Regions from separate parts of the Zea mays genome. Here all the other regions are linked to region 2. Evidence: chromatin contacts called from public Hi-C data. All regions are on one chromosome and are shown on one strand. The core of a region is the stretch at or near the end of the contact, and the rest is flanking DNA. Distances in the headings are between cores, read along the strand shown.

Region 1 (4,201 bases), core at 126-2,625, 630 kb after region 2:
TCAGAAAACCTGCTACGGTTTCTGAGAAAGGCAATATAGGAATCCCTCATCTGAAAAGCCATCACATCATGATCGACCCGAGAACCTCCCTATACCGCAGCTCCTCTACCGCCCTTGCCCCTTTCTGGTAAGGTAGTCCTCCACTAGCTTTCCTAATTAGTCGGCCAAGGGCGTCCCATACCACCCTTGTGGTAGCACTGTTTTCCCGGGTGGTCGCTCCATGTTCCAATTAACATAATCATCTTATCATGAACAATAATTAAAACAATAGCAAAACTAGAACATGATCATAATATAACATTAATTTCCCAAAACCATGTAGAGCAATAACAAATCTTCCCAATAGTTCTTTTGTTTGCAAGGTGTGGGATAAACAATGCTAGGGATACCTATTAGGTCCCATCAAATTAACCTGAGCATGTCAAAGTGATTAACAGGAACACTATTAGGTAGAGAAAAGTGATCAAGGGCGCAACTTGCCTTAGACTTGAGATCCTAGGTACCAAGTTGGTCTTCAGATTCTTGTGACCTCACCGCTATTCGTAGCAATACATACAAATAGACAAGGATCACATAACAGTACACCAAACATGAGAACAAATAACGTAAAAATATTCTACGCGATGCTACGAGAGTGTAGGTTCAAGAACCACTAAAATCGGAGTTACGGTTAAAAAGATATGATTTTCAAAGATTTAGGTGATTAAACAATAAAAGATATATTATATGTTAATTAATATAAATCATTTGAGAAATAATTAATTAAACTTTAATCCAAGTTATAACTTCATTATAGGTTGTATCTTTAGCCAGGTTATAATCATGGACAATATCTAACTATAAAAGTAAGTGATATGTTATAAATAATGTTGTTATTGTATAGGTAATTTTGTTACAAAGCTAACGCAACTTGAACAGATCAAATCAGAGTTAAAATGAATAAGTTATTATTTTTCTAAGTTGCGGGGATCAATTTTCATCTTAATAATCACTTTCTATATTAATGTTATCAATATCCAGCGCTCATGGACTGCGGTTTGCATTTATTTAAATATCAGGGACTAAACTGCTAAAATCAAGGACCTAAGTTTAATATTCTAACACTACATACAGACTGCGGGTTGATTTCATAGAGGTCCGAGGGTTCTTTTGCATATCAGCGCGACCATAGGGGTATGCTTTGATCTGCACCATCAGATCATAAACCAGTGGCGCGGATTAGGCCAACCTTCTACACGAACCGGTATTGCACATGTGGTCATCCGATCATGATCTGAAGGTTCAAATTTTAAAATGATGTGATCTAATCTTACCCGCCCGATCAGAGTTGGATGGCTACGACGTGATCCTCCCTATTCTAATCCCAACCGTCCATACCCGGATCCACGGCCACCGCGCGCTTAGCCGAACTGGTATGTTACTTCTAATCGTGGCCATCCATGACCGGATCAGCGGCCACGTGATTGTCTCACCCCCACGCCCGATCCCATGGCGGCGCAGTGATCTCCCACGGCGGCTCTACCCCGACGAACACCCAGCCAAGTGATCCTGTGAACAAAAACGAGTGCAAAGCGTTGCTACGCGATGCAGTAGCATGGAGTAAATGGGTCCAGGGCTTCCTATCGGGGTCTTGATGCAGTAGTGGGTGCGGCCATGGTGCAGGGCGGAACCATGGCGCTCCTTAATTCCAGCGAGCGATTCCGATCGCTCACGACCGTGATTCCTCTTGAAGACGTGATGAGCAGGTTCCATGGTTGTCAATGAGGCTCCTAATCCGAACAACAGGAACGAACAACACCGTAGATGGAGCACCCCATCGGCGGCAACCCTTCTCTCTCCGTCGCGGCGAGCTCTCTATGTTTTGATACTTCATCGTGGCCGAGGGTCGGACTGACGGGATGAGGGTGTACGATCGCAAGTTATATACCCAAGGACAGGTTCTGGTGATGTGAAGTTCGCCCAAGTCCGAGCGTAACCCACGGCACCAGTAAGGGGTTGTTACTATCCGCCGTGCGTGAGTTTGCTTCGAGGAGAAGACCTATCAAGTGGGGCCCACATAGAGGTGAGAGGTTTAGAGCGTGGTGCGGCTGGAGCGCCATGTGGCGGAACCGCCCAAATTATTCTAACTTAAGTGCCCAAGTCCCATCTTAGAGGCAATGACGCACTTAAATCGGAATAAACCGTCAGTTCCTCGGATCTAGTCCGATAAAGCCACTAACAGGATTAAGTAGCACATACTCACTCAAAGGTGAGGCACAGAGAAATACAATAAAGCATAAAACCATAATTTAAAGAAGTACTTAATTGTTATTACATCATCATCGGAGTTTCAAAAGTAGTAATCATTGTTTCGATACATCGGAAATTAACTAACGATAAAAGAAAAGGGAGGATGGGGAAGTCTGGCCCATCACTCCTCCTGCTCCTCTCCTGCTGAGGCAGGGTCCCACTCGACTGTCCAGCCCGGTGGCAGGGCGGATGGTCAAGTCACTCCAGCAACCATGTCTCCAAGGTACCTGTACAATTGTGCCACAAGCAAGGCTGAGTATACTAATACTCAGCTAGACTTACCCGGTATGAGGAGTCTACTCCTCTACCTCTAGACCATGAAGCTGTTTTGCTGAGTGATTTGGTTTGCCAAAAGCACTAGTTGAGTCTAAAATCAAGTTTTATCTTTTCAAGTTCTAAAATAATAATTTAGACTAGATGAGTACCTAGCTATTCATACATGGTATCAAACATTATAGCAATCAACATCTTTTGAAAGTAACCTCATTCCACTTCTTACTCGATGCAGCAGCATGGATCAAGCAGTCTCATTAGCTGCGAGAAGCAGATGATTCGAATCGAGTTTTTAAACCTTGCAAGGTAAACCTAAAACCTAAACACACGACGTGGCGAGACACTACTTCCCGACACACATCAACCGTCCCCATCGATTCCCTGTCAACAGAAAGGGGCTCACCGCCTTGGCATACAATGCCCCACTGACCCTGGCTACCTGTGACGGAACCTCCCAAGTAATTAGGCCCACCTACAGTTGTCCTTGTCCAACGGACCTCAGACAACCCTGTAGGTGCCCCTGAATCACTTGACAAGTTCGGTATCTGCTTTTCTTACCTTTCCCAAGAGCGTTTCACCCGTCACGTAGACATTACAAGCATCAGAGTTACGAGAATACGGAAGCAATTACATAAACTTACCTTTATTTTAAAGTAAGATAAAGTTGAATATGTACAGACCAGATTATATCCTAGGAGTGCAGAGTAATATTATTACATACCCAGGGAGGCAAAAACTCCTCCCGATAAGTTTTACACAAAAGTTCTAATGGAGGATCCTTTCCTCCCGCACTTCATTCCTTGTGTTCTTCCTTTGGCACCACCTTAGAGCAGAAGCAACAAAAATTTGTCGCTTCCTCACCTAAAAACAACGGGGAATAAAACCCTGAGTATGGAATTACTCAGCAAGTCTTACCCGACTAAAGTAAAGACTCTCAAGGGTATGCTGGTTAAGGGAGTCAAGGTAAGGCTTCTCAATAATCAAAGACTCTGTTTGACAGAAATGCTTACTAAAGTGGATCCTTAAAAATCCAGTTTTATTTGTCAAGTTAAATACAATTACCTGCAACTAGAGTTCTTTCTACCCTAGTTCAATCACTTGACCTGCACTAGCCAATTTCTTAACAAACCTTTCATGTTTACTGGATTGCTACGTGTAAGTCAGTGACCAAGTCTTCATAACCGCGAAGGTACGGCAATCCGAATCGATTATACTCAGCTGAGGATATCCAATCACACGACATATGTAGCACTTAACCCTTGCATATGTCAACCCGCCATCGGGGTTCTTAAGACCAGATCAGGTTCAAGCGAACCGAGAGCACAGATACACCACCGTCCAGCCTCTTGCCACGGAGGGTACACCCTACTCTCGCCACCGCTCCACGCCCATTCCGTGTTATCTTATTCTGGCCTTAGTCTGCCCGAGGCAAGGCTTACCCATGATGAGGCATGTGACCAGCTAAAGGGTCCCCGGTCAGCAGGCCTACATCGAGACGTTCCTTAATCGACTCAGACGGAGACACTACACCGAGACTCCTTTCTCGTGCAAGTCACATGCCGGTCTCGGCTTAATCATTTCAAACCCAAAGTTTGGTACCTGGCAGAGGTACATCTTTTCCGATGTTGAACCCATCACG
Region 2 (3,988 bases), core at 1,157-3,656:
ATACCGGGTTGTCACTCCCCAAACAGGTCCTTACGGAGAGGTGCTCAGGAAACATCCTGAGTCCCCTAAAGTATCACAATATCATCATTAGGATAACATCATCGTATCATAAATAATCACATTATGTTCATTGATTAAGTTAAAGTAATAACATAAGCTAACCATGATTAACCTAAAAAGGTAAACAAGGATAAGGTAAATACAGACTAGTCAATCCTTAAGTTTTCAATAATGTAATGCGAGACACTGAATTATAAAGTAAAATAGGACATGATAGGTCTGAGGACACTTGCCTTCACCAGGTTGTTGCTCAGGAAGAACTTCGGCAACACACTCAGGAACCACCGGCTGCTCGTTGTCTAAATAAAGCAATCATACATTCAATACATTTGGAAAGTACAAATGAACAGCTGTCACACCCGAATTTAAGGGACAAAGCCGGGTGCATCTCATATATGCGCCAAAGAAGACAAGACATATAAATCAGAGTGTAAAGAGATAAATGTCAAAATATAATCAGAGTACATATTACATAGAGGAAGTCTTACAAAATAATAATATAAAACGAACAAAAGTCCATCCTTGGCGCCATAAAGTCAACTGGGAGACGCCACCTAGATCAAGTCGAACTCCTCGTTGTGTGGCTCCTCTTGAACCACCTTTTCTTCTCCTGTGGGGGGTGTGAGACAGCAAGGGTGAGCTCACACATGTTCATCGCTCAGCAAGTTGTGGGGAATAATGTGCATGAACTCACCAAAGGTGGGAGTTCATGTGAAGTGTAAGGCTGATCAACAAAATAAAGGTTGAAGCTGAGCATTGCTTTTATAAGTTGGTCAAAATTTTATTAGCAGTTACTAAGTTTAATTAAATACCAAACCTTAATAATAATAAACTAATCCCGATGTGATGCAAATGACAAATTGAATTTAATTCCGTAAATTAATCATGTGAGTGTTCGAGTCGCTCATGACCGTGAGCACGGCTAGTATACCAGTTTTACACTCTGCAGAGGTTGTACCATGTACCCACAAGTCGTGTATCCCATGTCGCCAGGGTTTGCAAGGCCCTTAGACACTACCGAGGTGAATGGCTAGTGATCCACTAAGAGGCCTTTACAAAGTTCCACTAGCTTCCGAAAACCCGCTACAGTTTATGGGAAGAGCACTTGCAAGAATCCCTCGTCTGACCGCCATCGCAATAAAATCAACCCGAGAACCTCCCTGCATGCAACTCCCCTATTGCCCTTGCCTCTTTCAGGTAAGGTAGTCTTCCACTAGCTTTCCTAATTAGTCAGCCAAGGGCGTCCCGTACCACCCTTGTGCTGACACTGTTTTCCCGGGTGGTTCACCATGTTCCCATTTACATAATGATCTTATCATGAACAGTAGATAATAAACTGATAACAGAAGTGTGAACATGAGGAATGTATATCTCTATACCCAAAACCACATAAAGCAATAGCATATACTACCCAAAAATTTAGTGGTAAAACAAGGTATAAAGATAGCCAAAGTAGGGTAACCTATTGGATCCCATCAAATTAAACTATGCAGATCATTATGATTAATAAGAACATGACTGGGTAAAAAGGAAGTGATCAAGGACACAACTTGCCTTCAATGAGCTCCTTCTTAGCAACTTCTATCTGCTGGGCACCAGGATCCTCAGCCACTAGCTCCTCTACTCGCCACAATACAAACAAGCACAGTATATAGAGAAAATTAACATAACACCAAACATGTAAACAAAATACATAATAATAATCTACACATTAAAATAAGATCCTAGGAACATGAATCATTAATTTTGTAGTTATAGATTTTAAGTTATGAATTTCCAAAGGTTTTATGTGCTTGATATATGATTAATTGAGAAATCAATTTTATTACTGTTTTCATGTCAAAACAGAGACTCGAGGTGATAAATAATAATATTACAAAATTTTAGAAACTAAAATGGATCAATTTGGAGTTCATATGAATTTTCTATGATTTATACAAGTTCTAGCAATTATTTTTGCACTAAAAATCCATTTCTAATTAATTTTCTCTGATTTTCCAACTCTCTGGACTGGGCGCCAATTACCAGAGAAGGCAGGGTGTCTGGCATAAAAATCCCTAAGACTCAACGCACTGGTAAGTTAGACTGCGGGTTGATTTTCATTTTTCCCGAGGGCTCTTTAACAAAATGCACCCGCAAAGGGGTATCGGCCATTTCTGAGTCGTCAGATTAAAACTCTACGACTAGGATTAGATTTACCAGTGGCCGAATCGGTACGTAATTGCCACCGTCGGATCGGACAACAACGCTCTGGATTGAAATAAGCATCATCTTGCCTCACCCGCTCAGATCGCATCCAACGACGGTGACTAATCCCGCGCTACTCAACTCTCAGACTGAATCAGCGCCGTTTGTTGGTGATCTAGCGGTATAGACATCACCTAATACGCGATATGATCTGGATCGTTGATCCATTGATCAACCGTCCACATCCCGTTGTCTTCCCCCCCCCCCGACCAATTCCCCCCCAAATGACCGACGACGGCAAGGACCACCGCCGGCGACGCAATTCTCAGGCCTGGGTGCACCAAGTTCCAATTAAATGCTTCTACACGTTGCAGTTATGAAGGCGGGTTCGGGCGAGGGTTTCTTACTAGGAGTTGCCGGTGCAAGCGAGCTGTCCACGGAGAGGGGCGGTTCCGCCCGAGCGCGCACTCCGGTGAGAAATTCCTCCTGATTCGGGGTCGACCAGCACGTCCCGAGGGCACAGATGGATCAACCAGGCACCGACGCACTCGCACGGTCACACGTAGAGAACGGAACACCGCCATGGGGCGATTTCACCGGCAGCATGGCTTAACTGGACACACGGTTTCACGAGCAGTGGAATTCTCACGTAAATTCGGGGGTGAAGGTATGACCGGGGTGCCCACATCTTTATATACACGTGCATGGAGCCACGACTTCAAGGTTCGACTGATGTCAGGGAATCCGGAAGAGTAGTTGCGGACGCAGCGTTTTCGGGGGAACGGAGTCGGGCTGCGCGCGGAACTCGCGCACAACGGGCACAATGACTAACAGGCCCCACTGGTCAGTCGCAGAAATAGTCGCAAGCGCGTGACCGGTCTACTGGGGAGTGGGCCCCACGCAGCAGCCAAAGAGCTAGCCCGCGCGTGAGATGGAGCTTGCGCCGTGCGGAGGAAAACAGGAGTGGGCCGCACGAGTCAGATTTCAGCCCAAGTTAGGCTTAGGTTTCAAGTTCCCTTTTTATTTTATTTTCTGTTTTAATTCCTTTTTGTTTTCTTTTTATTTTCAAACCTAGAATTTGAATTCCAATTTCTCCTCAAAATTTGTACTAAATTCAAATATTCAACTTGAATATTTTAGTGGAATGAGTTTTGTTATGGATTTATTTTGTGTTCTATAATATTTCTTCCTTCTCTTTTCTAAATTCTTGAATTTCCTTTAGATCTTAAATTCTACTTTGGACTTTATTTTTTTTCTTTTCACACTATTTTTGTATTGTCACAAAGTGCACACAAAATAAAGCCCAGCATGATGCATGATTTAATGGTATGTCTTCTATTAATTATTTTTTTCCTTTAAAGTGAGGAGTTCACATGTGATGGTAATTAAAGAGTGCACATACAATAAGGAAATAATCTCTCCTTTAGTAATCTTACAATTTGGGTATTACAACAGCACAACAAACATGTACAAACATTGGAACACATCTCACAAGGTATAGTATTAATTAAAGAAGAAGGAGATCAAATTATAAAATGAACTAATCTCAATTAGGAGTTGATTACTCTTTAAGTGTTGTTCATGATTACATAATCTGATAGTATTCATTTTATTGAGGCCTAAAGGTTAAACCAGAGATTAATTCTTATCTTACACATTATTAAACTCACAAGATTAAACATCCATTTACTCCTAGGGTTCTCCTTATTATTTATTCTATTAAAGGAATAAATCTACATAT
Region 3 (4,271 bases), core at 1,577-4,076, 860 kb after region 2:
ACTCAGAGTGGACGACGGGTTGATTTCTAAATAAGACAGGGACTTTTATGAAAAGGATTCGGTGAAGGGGTATGGGTGATTTTTGGTCGTTGGATCAAAACCGGGCACCAGGATTAAATTTTCTTTAAAGCGAACCGGTACACATTTGTAGCCTATGGATCACGATCCTACGGTCCACGATCAATCTTGAGGCGGTACGCCTGGCTTTGATCTGGACCGCATCCTTCGAGATCAACGGTCCATACATGCTAAACGACAGGGTCACTGGTTTTAATCACAACCGCTCGATCAGACAGCGATGGTCACGATCAAAATACTTAAGATCAAATCCAAGTCGCAGGATCACGATCGGACGAACCAGATTGATCAGGCCAAAACGGTACTCGCGTTCTAATCTCAGCCGCACATAAGGAAATCAACGGCTAGCGACCCTTCTTCCCCCACCAGACATCAGGGCACGACGACGCTAGGACCTCCCACGGCGGAGCTCCACCGGCGCGCAACTGATTCGGTCCCCCCATGGCCCAACCGACCATCTAAGAAGTTCTACACCATCCTAGGACCAAGGCGGAAATTTACAGAGAATTTTTACCTACGAGGGTGGCACAGAAGTCACGGTCCATGGCAAGCGCGACTCCGGAAGCAAGGCGCCCGCACCAGCGAGCGATTCCACAACGGTATGGTCGAAATCTAGCTCAATAAGACTCCGCCCAGATTTTCCCCACGCGACGGTGATGCCCCCCCGCGTTGCTTCCTCGACTGCCCGACGGCGTAGCCCGGAGTACCCTTACGGCGGCGTGGAGACGGTTCAATGGAGGTGGCCGCGACTCCCTCCTTCCTCCTCACGGTGACAGTGGTGATTGGGATTAAGGGGAAGACAAGGAGGGAAGGAAGAACCCACGACCCGCCCCTTAATAGTCCCGGTGATGTTGGTTGGGGGAGGGTAGCTGCGCTCGAGTTGGCGGCGGAATCAGCAAGCAGTTGCTTGGGGAAGATCTATAGGACTTGCTGACATACCGGGTCCATAGACCAGCGACCACACGAGCGGATGACGAAAAGGGGGCCACACGCCAACGATGGCCGCGAGTGCAAGGGAGCGCGACGTGGGTAACTGACAGCTGGGGTCGCGCGGTCGGCGCTAGGAACCCCAGGGAGTTTGGCCGCGGCCAGATCAATTCGGCCCATGCGGCAACAGGTGGGTTCCTTTTTTTCTTTTGTTTAATTTCCTGGTTTCATTTTCTATTCCAAATTCCAAATATTCAAACCAAATTCGAATGCCTGTTTTGAATTTCAGATGTCCAATCTCAAATATAATCCAAATACGAATATAAATCCTACTATTTTCAATACTATTATTTATTCTCCTTCCCATTATTTAATTATAGTAATAAATGACTTTATTACAACTTCCTTTTCCCATTTTCTGTTTTTATATTTTCATTTATAATTTGAGGTCAAATTTAAGTTATGATTCCTTTATTTCAATAAAATGCATCACTACAAATTCATCTGCATGAGATGCACATTTCTTTATTTATTTATTGGTTACTTGACTAATTGATACCATTAACTGAATATGAAAAAGGAAGGGACCTAATTAATCTCCAAAGGTTTAAAAAATTCCCAAAACACTTAACATAAATATGTTTATTTATTTATATCATTATTTTTCTCTGATACAATTTTGGGCTTTACATTAGTCCTTATCTGTGTAATTAGTTTTGCAATTAGATTATATTTAACAGTTACAACTAGTATAAACATCTTATTTGACGGGACTAGGCTTGGGCATTCGGCTAACCGAAATTTTTCGGTTCATTTTTTTGGTTTTTTTAAGTTCGGCTTTTGAATAATGAAAACCAAAATTCTATATAAAAAAGGAAAAACTGATCCTTCGGTTAACCGAATAGTTCGGTTTGGTTTTCGGTTGAACCGAAAAACCGAACATTAGTCATGTGCTCACACAATTTTAGAATTGAACAACAATATTTATTTTCCATGACTCATGTGCAACATTACAAAAGTCATACCAACAACAATTACATGTAATTCAATTAATTTAAGTTAAATGCCACACAAAGGCTCAAATGACAAGCAACAAATGCAGCAAAATGCTCAAAGTAAAACATAAATGCTTTAATCAACATACATAACAACTAAAGATTGGTTAGTTCGGTTTAAACAGAACTAAAAACCGAAAACCAAAACTAAGTTCGTTTTTGAAGAACGGTAACCGAAGAATATTTTTTGGTTTGACCAATTTTGGCTTTTCGGTTTCGGTTTTTTTCGGTTACGGTGTTTGGTTTTTATGTCCAGGTCTAGGCGAAACTAGAATTTCATCTCTAGAACCTAAACGGGCTTTTAGAGAACAAGAGGGTCTATGCATGTTTGGTTGCATGCTTCAGGCGCCAAAAATTGCCACACAGTTTGTGTCACATTTGACTAAGATTAGACGTTCAAATTCTACGCTACATTATGACATGGCTAAAGGAATCTTGTCACACTTTTATCAATCATTGATAGTGAAACAAAGAAAAATTATGCCACATCTATGGCTCTAAATCAAACTTGCGTCTAACTCGATCAAACTTGGCTAACCTTAAACGTATTAAATTGTGACAAGTGAGGCAACAAATCAAACAAGCTCTAAATAATTGCGACGCTTGGAATGGCCTGTCTGGATAGATAGATATCATAGACAACAATAAACATAACGATATTTTTAGAATTTTAAGTTTCCCTCTAAAATTTCTTATCCTATATATTTGAAAGAAAAAAAATAAATAAAAACGGATGGAAAATGAAAAACCCGCGGCGAGTGGTGTCGTACTGTCGTCTCCCCGTTCGAGGGGATCAGGGGAATTGGACGGGCTTGCTTCGACTCCACCTCGCCTCCGTCGGCGTCTCATCTCATGCTGGGACTCTGGTGGGGTGGGGATTGACTTCGCTATAGCCCAATCCAGTCAGCAGCAGCTTCCCGCCGCCCCATGCCTCGTCGCGGCCGGTGGCGATGGGCGACGTCCCAGTCCCTTCTCCAGCTCCCCCTGTTTCCGGCATCGATATGACCCCACGCCGCCGCCGTGAGCCCTCCGAGCCCCGCAGCGACAGCGACTGGGACGCTGGATCCAGTCGCGAGGGCTCCCCGGACCTCCTCCGCCGCGCGCCCGCCGTCCAGATCTCGCGCGCCTCCTCTTCCTCGTCCTCCTGGCTCCGCGAGATCGAGCGCGACCGTGTGCGCCTCGTCAGGGAGTGGGTCCACATGGCTGCCCGCGACCGTGACGACGACACCGGACCCCCACCGTCCCCCGTCCATGAACACGCTCGCAGGGACGCCCCCAGGATCCGCGGCCGCCAAGCGCGCCTCGAGCTCGTCATGCGCATGGCCGCCGACCGCCAAGCCGAGCTCCACCGCCTCTCGCAGCACCGCGCCGTCTCTGACTTTCCGCATCGCAACAGAATCCATGTCGGTGCTTCTTTATTTCCCAACTCACTGTTCCATTACTTGACAATATAGTGTCCTACTTTGCATTTGTCAGATATATCTGACTTGATCAGATTTTCGTCTGTACTGCAGGCGCTGCTCCGGGGTCGGTTTCTGCGCAACAGCGGTTTACCAGAGGAGAGGAGGCCCCCATCTGTGGCCGCAAGGGAGCTTGGCCAGCTGCGGCAAAGGCATCCTGTCTCTGGTTTGAGGTACGCTTGTGTGTTGAGACAAGAATGTTGAGGCTGCATCTGCTGCTTAATGGATATATAGGTTCCATTTCTTTTCTGTTGGGATAAATGCATCTGTATGCTAGATAAATGGTTCACTGTTGCAACATTCTGATACTGTAGCTGGAAGGGTTACATCTTTTAAGGAGTTCATGTTTGCAAATGTTCTGCATCATGAAGCAGAAAGATGTTAGTAGCACACGAAAGATGGTAACTTAACAAGTGCTGTACTTATATATGATGATGATAAAGATAAAAAGTTTGTGTTGCTAGTAATGTAAACTTTAACTCACCAAGCAGTTAGTGCTCAGCTTCGGATTATTGCTGCCAAGCAGTTAGTGCTCAGCTTCAAGTTATTGTTGCTTATTGTTGTCACGATATGACACCGGCGTACCGCACATACCAAAAGAAGAGGAAAAAGTTTGTGGGTAGAGGTAGGGGCGTAGGTTAGATGTATGTTGATGCTAAGTGTAGCCTGGTTACTAGAACACATGCAGTTTGTAGAGGTTCGGGTCACGCTATATGTAATACCCTATGTTCTTGTGTATGATGGATTGATG

The links. Hi-C and Micro-C count contacts between places; a contact is called where the count stands out from the background.
Region 1: a Hi-C map of bundle sheath shows a contact between it and region 2, with 5 times the contacts expected there. The contact joins two enhancer-like sites. A contact is called at or near these places in 2 of 25 Hi-C or Micro-C datasets (bundle sheath and ear).
Region 3: a Hi-C map of tassel shows a contact between it and region 2, with 3 times the contacts expected there. The contact joins the promoter of LOC100278771 here to the enhancer-like site in region 2. A contact is called at or near these places in 2 of 25 Hi-C or Micro-C datasets (leaf and tassel).

What each region holds. Positions count from the first base shown.
Region 1 is chr7:60,206,420-60,210,620 of Zm-B73-REFERENCE-NAM-5.0, reverse strand. No RefSeq gene overlaps it. Among protein-coding and RNA genes, the nearest start is that of LOC103632402, 110 kb to the right of the region's middle. Within about 2 kb of position 1,375, at least 18 of the 20 cell types and tissues checked have an H3K27ac peak or open chromatin away from gene starts, as enhancers often do. A contact at or near this core is called in bundle sheath and ear, where this site is marked.
Region 2 is chr7:60,834,914-60,838,901 of Zm-B73-REFERENCE-NAM-5.0, reverse strand. No RefSeq gene overlaps it. Among protein-coding and RNA genes, the nearest start is that of LOC100276190, 380 kb to the left of the region's middle. Within about 2 kb of position 2,406, at least 17 of the 20 cell types and tissues checked have an H3K27ac peak or open chromatin away from gene starts, as enhancers often do. A contact at or near this core is called in bundle sheath, ear, leaf and 1 more, where this site is marked.
Region 3 is chr7:59,974,032-59,978,302 of Zm-B73-REFERENCE-NAM-5.0, reverse strand. LOC100278771 reads left to right here and starts at 2,826. Exons shown (of 7, transcript NM_001407552.1): 1 at 2,826-3,463; 2 at 3,575-3,693. The coding sequence starts at 3,011.